2 separate regions of the Podarcis muralis genome follow, and region 2 is linked to region 1. A link is a contact called in public Hi-C data. All regions are on one chromosome and are shown on one strand. Each heading gives the region's core, a stretch centred on a gene start, on an enhancer-like site or on the middle of the called end of the contact. The rest is flanking DNA. Distances are from core to core; before and after follow the strand shown.

Region 1 (3,914 bases), core at 261-2,760:
GGGAGAGCAACCTTGCCCCAAAATGGCAACATTCCATTTTGGCAACTGCAACCTTGCTTTAAGGTTTAAAGGTTTTTAAGGTTTAAAGGTTTAAGGTTTTTGCTTTAATTTGGCACTGAGCTTATACAGTGGACGCTCGGGTTGCAAACGTGATCCATACAGGAGGCATGTTTGCAACCCGCAGTGCTGCGTCTGTGCACACGCGGGTTGCAATTCGGCGCTTCTGTGCATGTGCAAAGCGCGATTTAGTGCTTCTGTGCATGCGCCAAAATCCGGAAGTAACCCGTTCCGGTACTTCTGGATTTTGGTGCATCCGTAACCCGAAAACGCACAACCTGAAGCGTCTGTAACCCAAGGTATGACTGTATACCTGAGTTTCTAACTCTGCCCACAGGGTCTCTGCCCGAGATCCCAAGATGTTTAAAAACTGAAATTGGCAAAGGAGAGTTTGCATGACATCTAAAAATGCGCCTGTGCATTGTGAGTGATGGGACAGGGGTGGGGGTGGGGATGCTAGAGAAGGGAGGCAAGTTGTCTCATCCTTCAGTTCTCTGCAGACTTAGCTGAACATTTGTTTCACTGCACCTAGCAAGCCTCACTGCCCGGTAAACACGCACAGGTTTAGGCTGCAAGAAGTCCAGCCAGCAGGTAAGGCGGGCAGGCACCTGTTTTCCTCGCCTCTGCTCCTGCGCCTTAACGGCAGCTCTCCACGACTCTTCCACTTCCCGGTCACATTTGTCCAGACTTTATGCTGCTGCTGCTGCTCTTGTGGCAGAGCCTGGCTGGGCTGTTTTGTGCATCGCTTGTCAGCATTTTAATGCCATCGCCCAGACGAAGGAAGCTTTCCTCGGCACCTGAGCGGCATGCCGGGGCAAAGCGCAGCCCGCACCTGGCATTTGCCCGGCAGTGAATCTGTGGCGGGCTTTCAGGTGGCACCCCAAAGTCGAGGCTGGAGCTGCCCTGAACACCAGACCTCGGCGGCTCCTCGCCGGCTCTCCTCCTCAAGGCAAAATCCTCGCAGGCATTGCAGGCGAGCGCGAGCGGGCAGGAGGGATCTTGGTCGGCAGCAGCTTCCTGTCGCGTCACGGCGGCCCCTTGGGCAAACTCGGGCATAGACTCCCGCCTGCCCAGACTCCCGCATTCAATGGCGCGCGGCCTCTTTGCAGGCTGCTGCTTTGTCGGAAAGGGATTTCCTCTCTCGGCTCCTGCTCCCCCGGAGCAGGGGAGCCTCCCAAGGGCCTTTGGCCGAGTCCCTCTGGCTCGGGGCTGCCTCTCCCTCCCTCCCTGGAGGTGCCACCCCCGCGGGCTGAGCCCCGGCCCTTCCGCAGGCCAGAAACCCAGCAGCGCCACTTGAGGGCCTGGGAGAGGCTGGCGTGTTTAAATCGAGGAAGCACTTGAAGCTCCCCAACCTATTTTCCGCAAGGCCCTTGTCCGGCTGGGCAGGAGCGAGAGCTGCCCATTAGCAGCGGGGAGATTGTCTATATAAACCCACCCAAATGTCGGAGCAAAGAGAGAAATCCCATGTCCTTTGCTCTTCGAGTGAAATGCCTTTCTTTTTGTTCGGGGGGGGGGGGGTTGAGCGAGAGATGACTCTTCTCACAGTCCGTTGAGGCTGCGTGCAAAGTCTGCGGGCGAGTAAAGCGCCCTGCGCTGGATCTGCTGCGCTGGGAGAGGCGCCGCGGGGGCGGGTCCGATGGCCGCATGCAGGGCTGGCAGGGTTCTCGCCAGGGGACTTTGGGGGGAGTGAAAAAAGTCCGCCCTCTTCCTGCCGGGCCTGCACTGCAGGGGTGTCGCCGCTCTCTCCCCCCCCCCCCCCCAGCCTGCGGGGCTTCAGCCATGGCTGGCGACAGAAGAACAGCTGAACGGGACCTCCTCGTGGTTCCTTTGCTGTATTTCTCAGGATTTCGGCCTCGCCCTGGTCCGCAACTGGCGGCCTTACTTGCAGACCGGACCTAAGCTGCCGCCTCTCCCTCCCTGCTGCCAATGCACGGGCAAAAGAAATGTGATTTAAAATAAATGTTTAGGGCTTTGACTCTTCCTCCACCCCCACGCCCATTTTAAATGTAAAATCAGCCCTAATGACTCTTTGCTAATAATCACAGCTGCGGCGCTAAGGTCCTGTGCGTCTCCTTTAAAGGTTTTCGACATCAACCCGGAAGTTGGTCTTGGCGTGTGAGTCTGCACGCTGTAAGTCTACGCCTACGCGCGACCTCCTTGCCCATAGAGATGCTGAGGGCTAGAGCGCGCCGCTCTGCCGCCCTTGCGGGCGTCGGGGGTGTTACTCTCGACGTTTCTCTCTCTAGGCCTGAGACGTTCAAAGGAGTCGCCGACGGTGTCGTCATAGGTGCGCGACGGAGCGGAGGGTGGCGCACCGGAGGCGTCGCTGCAGCCCGAGGGGAGAGACCCGGCGCGGGACCACCAGCCATCCTTAGCCGGTGAGTTCCGCCGCTGAGCCCGTCTCGGCCCTCAGGACACCGTTTCGGTTTCTAGATCCGCGGCTAGAACGGCGAGTGTGTGAACGCGGCGAACACGTGTCTCCCGCGAGGCAACGCTAGTCCGCGAAACGGCGGTAAGTTGCGCTCCCTGGCAAAAGTGGCGTCGGCGGCGAGTCCGGGTAAACGGATTATAGCCTGTATCCGCTTTTATGCTTTATTTTAACAGGCTATATAACTATATGTATAACTTACGTATAACTACATATACATATGTGCGCGCGTGCGTGTGTATATACACACACATAGTGTATCTATCATTATCTATAATCTATCTTTATATATATATACATACATATTTAATTCTAATCAATGTTTAATTGATTTTTAATAGTTTCCCCTCCCCTCATGTTTAGATGCACTTATTTTTATCTGTAAGCATTCTTGAGTCCCCTGTCGGGGGAGGGGGGAAATGAGGTATAAATACATTAATGATAATAATAAATAATAAATAATAATAATAATATATGAAGCATGAAACAGCAGACCCTATTTTTTGCCAGCTGCTCCTCCAGATTTCTGAGAAATCATATTTGGTTGGCTGCTTGTGAAATAGCATACTTGTTTGTGTGTGTGTTTTCTGCCAAAGTACCTGGAACAGTTACAGTTTTAAAATACTCCCTCCCCTAATGGTGCAAAATATAAAACAGAGTTCTCTCCATTTGATGGGTGGGTCCTTTCCTCTTGGCATGCAGTTCATTTGGTAGTCCAAAGGATCTGCCCCCCCTATTCCCTCAAGCCCTTAAGAAATTTTGTTCCCATTCTGAATGTATTTGTTGCTTACAATAAATACCAGCATGCCTGGAATCATTAATGTTAATGGACCTGGGTATATAGTGCTATTTATGCAGTGCTAACTTAATAGTTTTGTCTTTAATGCTCCGCAGGGTGTTTAAATATATTTTTATTGTATCAACTTCTGCTTTGTTAGTCCTGCCTTTTTAAAAGGACATGTAAAACACTATTTTTAATTAATTTCTAGAATTTGTTTGAAGAGGATCAATTCTAACAGTCTCTGAAGAAAGATACTGCTATCTTGGAAGAAATGGTGGTTTTCACATGTAACGCATGTGGAGAGTCTGTGAAAAAGGGACAGGTTGAAAAGCATGTAATTGTGTGCCGCAATTGCCAATGCCTTTCTTGCATGGATTGTGGTAAAGATTTCTGGTAGGTTATCAGAGTCTTGTTTCATTATTTGGTGGTGACAACTCATTGTTATTGCTATTATTGTTTATATCCTCCCCTTCCTCCCAAGGAGCTCAGTGCAAAAATCTGCAATGAAACTGGTTTGGTGTTACAAGAACAAGTGGGCACAAGCCTTAGACCAACAAATCCCCTTTGAATGTTGAGAGGTGTCAGTCACCAGACGTTATGGTGACAGTCCTGCCCACCTGTCATAAGTTACTATATGGAGGGTGGTGG
Region 2 (4,059 bases), core at 1,521-4,020, 320 kb before region 1:
ATTCATCATATTCAATAAGTAATATGAGTGATTTCCCTACTGTGTTTCAGGGAAGCTTATCAGGTACAGTGGTACCTCGAGTTAAGAACTTAATTTGTTCTGGAGGTCCGTTCTTAACCTGAAACTGTTCTTAACCTGATGTGCCACTTTAGCTAATGGGCCCTCCCACTGCCACCATGCGATTTCTGTTCTCATCCTGAAGCAAAGTTCTTAACCCGAGGTACTATGTCTGGGTTAGCAGAGTCTGTAACCTGAAGCGTCTGTAACCTGAGGTACCACTGTATTCCTCCATGTGAAGGGTCAGTAATGATGGACTTAATGAAAGGCAGCTTTAGTTCTGCTTTAGTTTCGAAATGCAGAGAGGTCTCTTGGGAGATAACCACAGTCTGCTTTCCACTCCCATTTAAAGAAACAAAACAGAAACCCAAGTTGCCAGTCTTAACCCTGAAATGATGACTGGGAGGGAGTTTAGACGCATTTGTGTGCATACGGCAGAGGCAGTAAGACTCATCAGGCTTGGCCAACCTTGTCCCCGGTCCCCCAACGAAAGTGTGCATCCTAAAACATGCATCTGCAGTCCCTAATGCAGGGATGGCTAACCTGTGGTTTGGGCTACAACTCCCCTACTCCTTGACCACTGGCCATGCTGGCAAGGGCTGCTGGGAGTTGGGAGTCCAGCATCATCTGCAGGGCCACGCAGGTTCCCTGCTGCTACTGAAGAGATGCTGCCAGCCTGGCTGGCCTGTCAGGCAGGCCTTGGGTGGGTGGGGAGCAACCTGGTAGTGATCCTAAGTATAGCTCCAGGCCATGTGCTCATGCACCACCATCTTAATGATGCCACCCCTAGACTCAATGTGCAAAGGTCAGGAGTGACTTAATTAAGACAGTGAGTGACACCGAGAGTCTGGGTGCACAGCTGTGTTCTGCAGTGCTGCTCAGCCATTGGTGCTGCCAGCAAAAGGCAGAAAGGGGATGGATGATTCATCAATGATGTGGGCCATCATCTTGAACTCACCACAATCTGAATTATGCTGCTCCTGCCCTGGACACAGGGGTGTGTTGGGAATGGGCTTGGCACAATTAAGATTTCAAAGCTGTTAAATTCAAGCGGGTGGCTCAAAATTCTGCTCACTGCCGCTGCCATTATCATGATAGGCAGAAGACTCGCCTGCAAACAAATAAGTGCCCCCCCCCCAAGAAAAAACTTGGGAGTCCAGATTGTCCACAGAAGAAAAACTGCTGGGGGTAAAAAATTCCCTGGGGGTTCCTCCCCACTTAAATTATACTTCTAGAGAAAACTGTTATGTTGGTCACATCTGTTAAAACACAATAAAAATAGCATTTAAACTATTTGTGGCATACTTCTTGGTTATTTTTGGAGTAAGATAGAGCCAGTTTCCACACACATAACTGAATGTTAACAGGAGTTCAAATGATATTAGCTAAAACACGAAATAATATGCAGAGAAGCTCACAGATGTGGTGTTGGTCACTACGCAATTACCCTTATCTGGAAATGAAAGGCATACACAGTATTTTATGCAATAGTTTAGTGATACAGACAAGCCCAATCCCACCTGCCAATGACTGAAACTCAAAACCACCACTTTGGTTTGATATTTTTATAGAAGCAATAATACTCTGTTAGAGACAGAAACTCTGGGGGTGAAACTCTCAGGTTCCTTCTGAAGTGAGGTTTTTCTGATGAAAATCCAGGCGGCAGCAAAGAAAAGGGAATCTTTCCGATTTCTAATGCTAGCTTAATATTGGGGTGGGTGGAAATAATATGATGGTGATGTAATTAAACCTTTTTAAAGAAATACCCCAGACTGCCCAAGGGGCACGCGTCGTGTGGCAGGTGAGAGGTGGGGGGGCTCAGGGAGAACAATCACAGCCAATCTTGAACTTCATTATTTTCCAAGGGCAGCTCTCAGGTTCGTCTCGGGAAAACTTAAAAAACTCTGGTCCAGCCTTTCCCAACTGGGGTTCGTTCTAAGCCGTTTCTCTCTATGAGCCCAAACTCGGCTGCCAGGGCGAAAGATGGCTCCCTGCGTGACTTCAGCAGCCCAACTTAATCACCGCCGCCGACTAGAAAGACACAGAGATAAGAAAATAGAGGAACGCATACAAGGACTGAAGGCAGAGCTTTTTGGTTCCTTTCGCCCTCTCCCTTGTAAAAAAAGAAAAAATAGAGAGGGGCATATACCCAGGATTTTAACACACAATTGTGACTGAATCGCAACGCGCCCTCCCCAAAGCAAAAGGCAGCAGCAAAAAGAACACAGGCTTATTTGGGTGGAAAACGTGTGTGGGGTTTTTCAAAAGTTGTAAAGCTTTTTTTAAAAATGCCAATACAGCTTCTTATCTCAATATTGCGTGGTTTGTAAATGGTGCAATTCAGCCCCCTGGTTGCAGCGAAGACCCACCCGCCCGAGACGCCCCTCAGCCCGCCTCCCAGTCTGGCGGCTCCTTAAAGGCGGAAAGGGAGCCATTGCGGCAGCCCGAGCTGGGGAGACGGCGCTCCGCTTTCCATCTATAAAGCAGCGGGCGACGTGGCGCTGAGCGCGAGCCGAGCTAGAAGGTCTGCCGAATGGGTGCAATTTTGGAACATCTCGCCGAGGCGGGGAAAAGATCTTTAAAGAACCCGGGAGTTGGCGACTTAGGCGACTCTGCCCCTTGATAGGTCTACGCAGCAAGCCCAGAAATCCAAGATGGCGCCCCTCGGCGGGTCGTGACTGCGCAATATGGCCGGCCTGGTTGCGTAAGAGTGCGCCAGGGGTTAAGATGGCGCCCGCCCGGGCTTCGGCGAACGTGATAGGCCGCGTCCCCTCGCCCGCGCCGCTGCCCCAATCAAAGGCGGCGCTGGACGCGCGCGGGGCTGCCGCCTTCCCTCCCTCCCTCCCGCTCCGCGTCCCAGAGTGGCGAGGATGGCGGCGGCGGCGGCGCCCGAGGTGGAGTACGAGTCGGTGCTGTGCGTGAAGCCCGATATCAGCGTCTACAGGATCCCGCCGAGGGCCTCGAACCGGGGATACAGGCAGGAGAGGCGGGCCGGGCGGGCGGGAGGGGGCGGCGGGCCGGGCACACGGCTTCCCACGCGGAGGGTCGGGCGGCCTCCCTCGCAGGGCTCTTGTTGTGGCCGGCATTCATTCGGCGCACCTGTCCGCCTATTTATCTATATCTATATGAGACCTGCAGAGAGAGAGTTGTCACCCAGTGGGAAGAAGGAGGCGACGATTAGACCTCGCAGGGAGGCTGAGGCTGGAATTCATTTGAGGGGTTTTTAATGTTATTTAAAAAAAAACACATCTTAATTTTCCTCCTCATTTTACGTTAATAGCAACCATGACAGTAGGAGCAGCAACCGCACAGCGTTCTCTGCAGACTTCTCTAAGGGGCAGTGGCCCGTTTACTCGGGGAGTAAATGGCGACCCAATGCAACTTCTGGGGGAGCCTCTTGCGTAAGGCGGTCGTGATCCACTGCTGCTGGCCCGCACCTGCTGTCCTCGGGACTCCGCCTCCGCCTGCCTTGGAGATGGAGCGGCCTTTTTTGTTCCTCGGCTCCTCTGGCGCCTTCCACCTGCTTTTAAATGACGCTTAACTCATTCTTTTAATGACACCAGAGAGGCTGACATTGAAATAGTGTGCATTTATATAAATGCATTTATATTTTTTAAAGACCCATAAAATCAGTAAACATTAAAAGCAGACTAACACATTGTTATTAATGTTTTCAAATTGAAAGGCCTGTGGCTGAACCCCTGGGGTTGAATTCTTCCCAGTTCAGGAGAAACTCTGCTGCATGGATTTCCCTTGGTTTGCCCCTCGTTTGGGAGCCTCTGCTCACCAGCCTTCATCTGCCAGGCAACCTTTCCTCGGTTGCGTTTCCCCCCTTGTAGGAGCGCAAAAGGGAGTTGTGTGACATCTGCTGGGTCTCTGTGTGTGTCATTCCCACGGGGATGTTAAAATGGAGAGCGTCGCTTCCTCAGACTTGCTGCTCCACTGTTCAGTGTTTAGCTGCACAGGTGGATTTCTGCTGGTGTTGCCTTCTGGAACATCATT

The links. Hi-C and Micro-C count contacts between places; a contact is called where the count stands out from the background.
Region 2: a contact with region 1 is called in a Hi-C map of blood, with 7 times the contacts expected there. The contact joins the promoter of NECAP1 here to the promoter of ZBTB49 in region 1. A contact is called at or near these places in 2 of 3 Hi-C or Micro-C datasets (blood and tail).

What each region holds. Positions count from the first base shown.
Region 1 is chr9:79,949,332-79,953,245 of rPodMur119.hap1.1, reverse strand. It overlaps ZBTB49 (zinc finger and BTB domain containing 49), which reads right to left and starts at 1,510. Exons shown (of 8, transcript XM_077934536.1): 1 at 618-1,510. It overlaps LYAR (Ly1 antibody reactive), which reads left to right and starts at 2,212. Exons shown (of 8, transcript XM_077934535.1): 1 at 2,212-2,435. The coding sequence starts at 2,227.
Region 2 is chr9:80,272,949-80,277,007 of rPodMur119.hap1.1, reverse strand. It overlaps NECAP1 (NECAP endocytosis associated 1), which reads left to right and starts at 2,770. Exons shown (of 8, transcript XM_077934547.1): 1 at 2,770-2,951. The coding sequence starts at 2,785.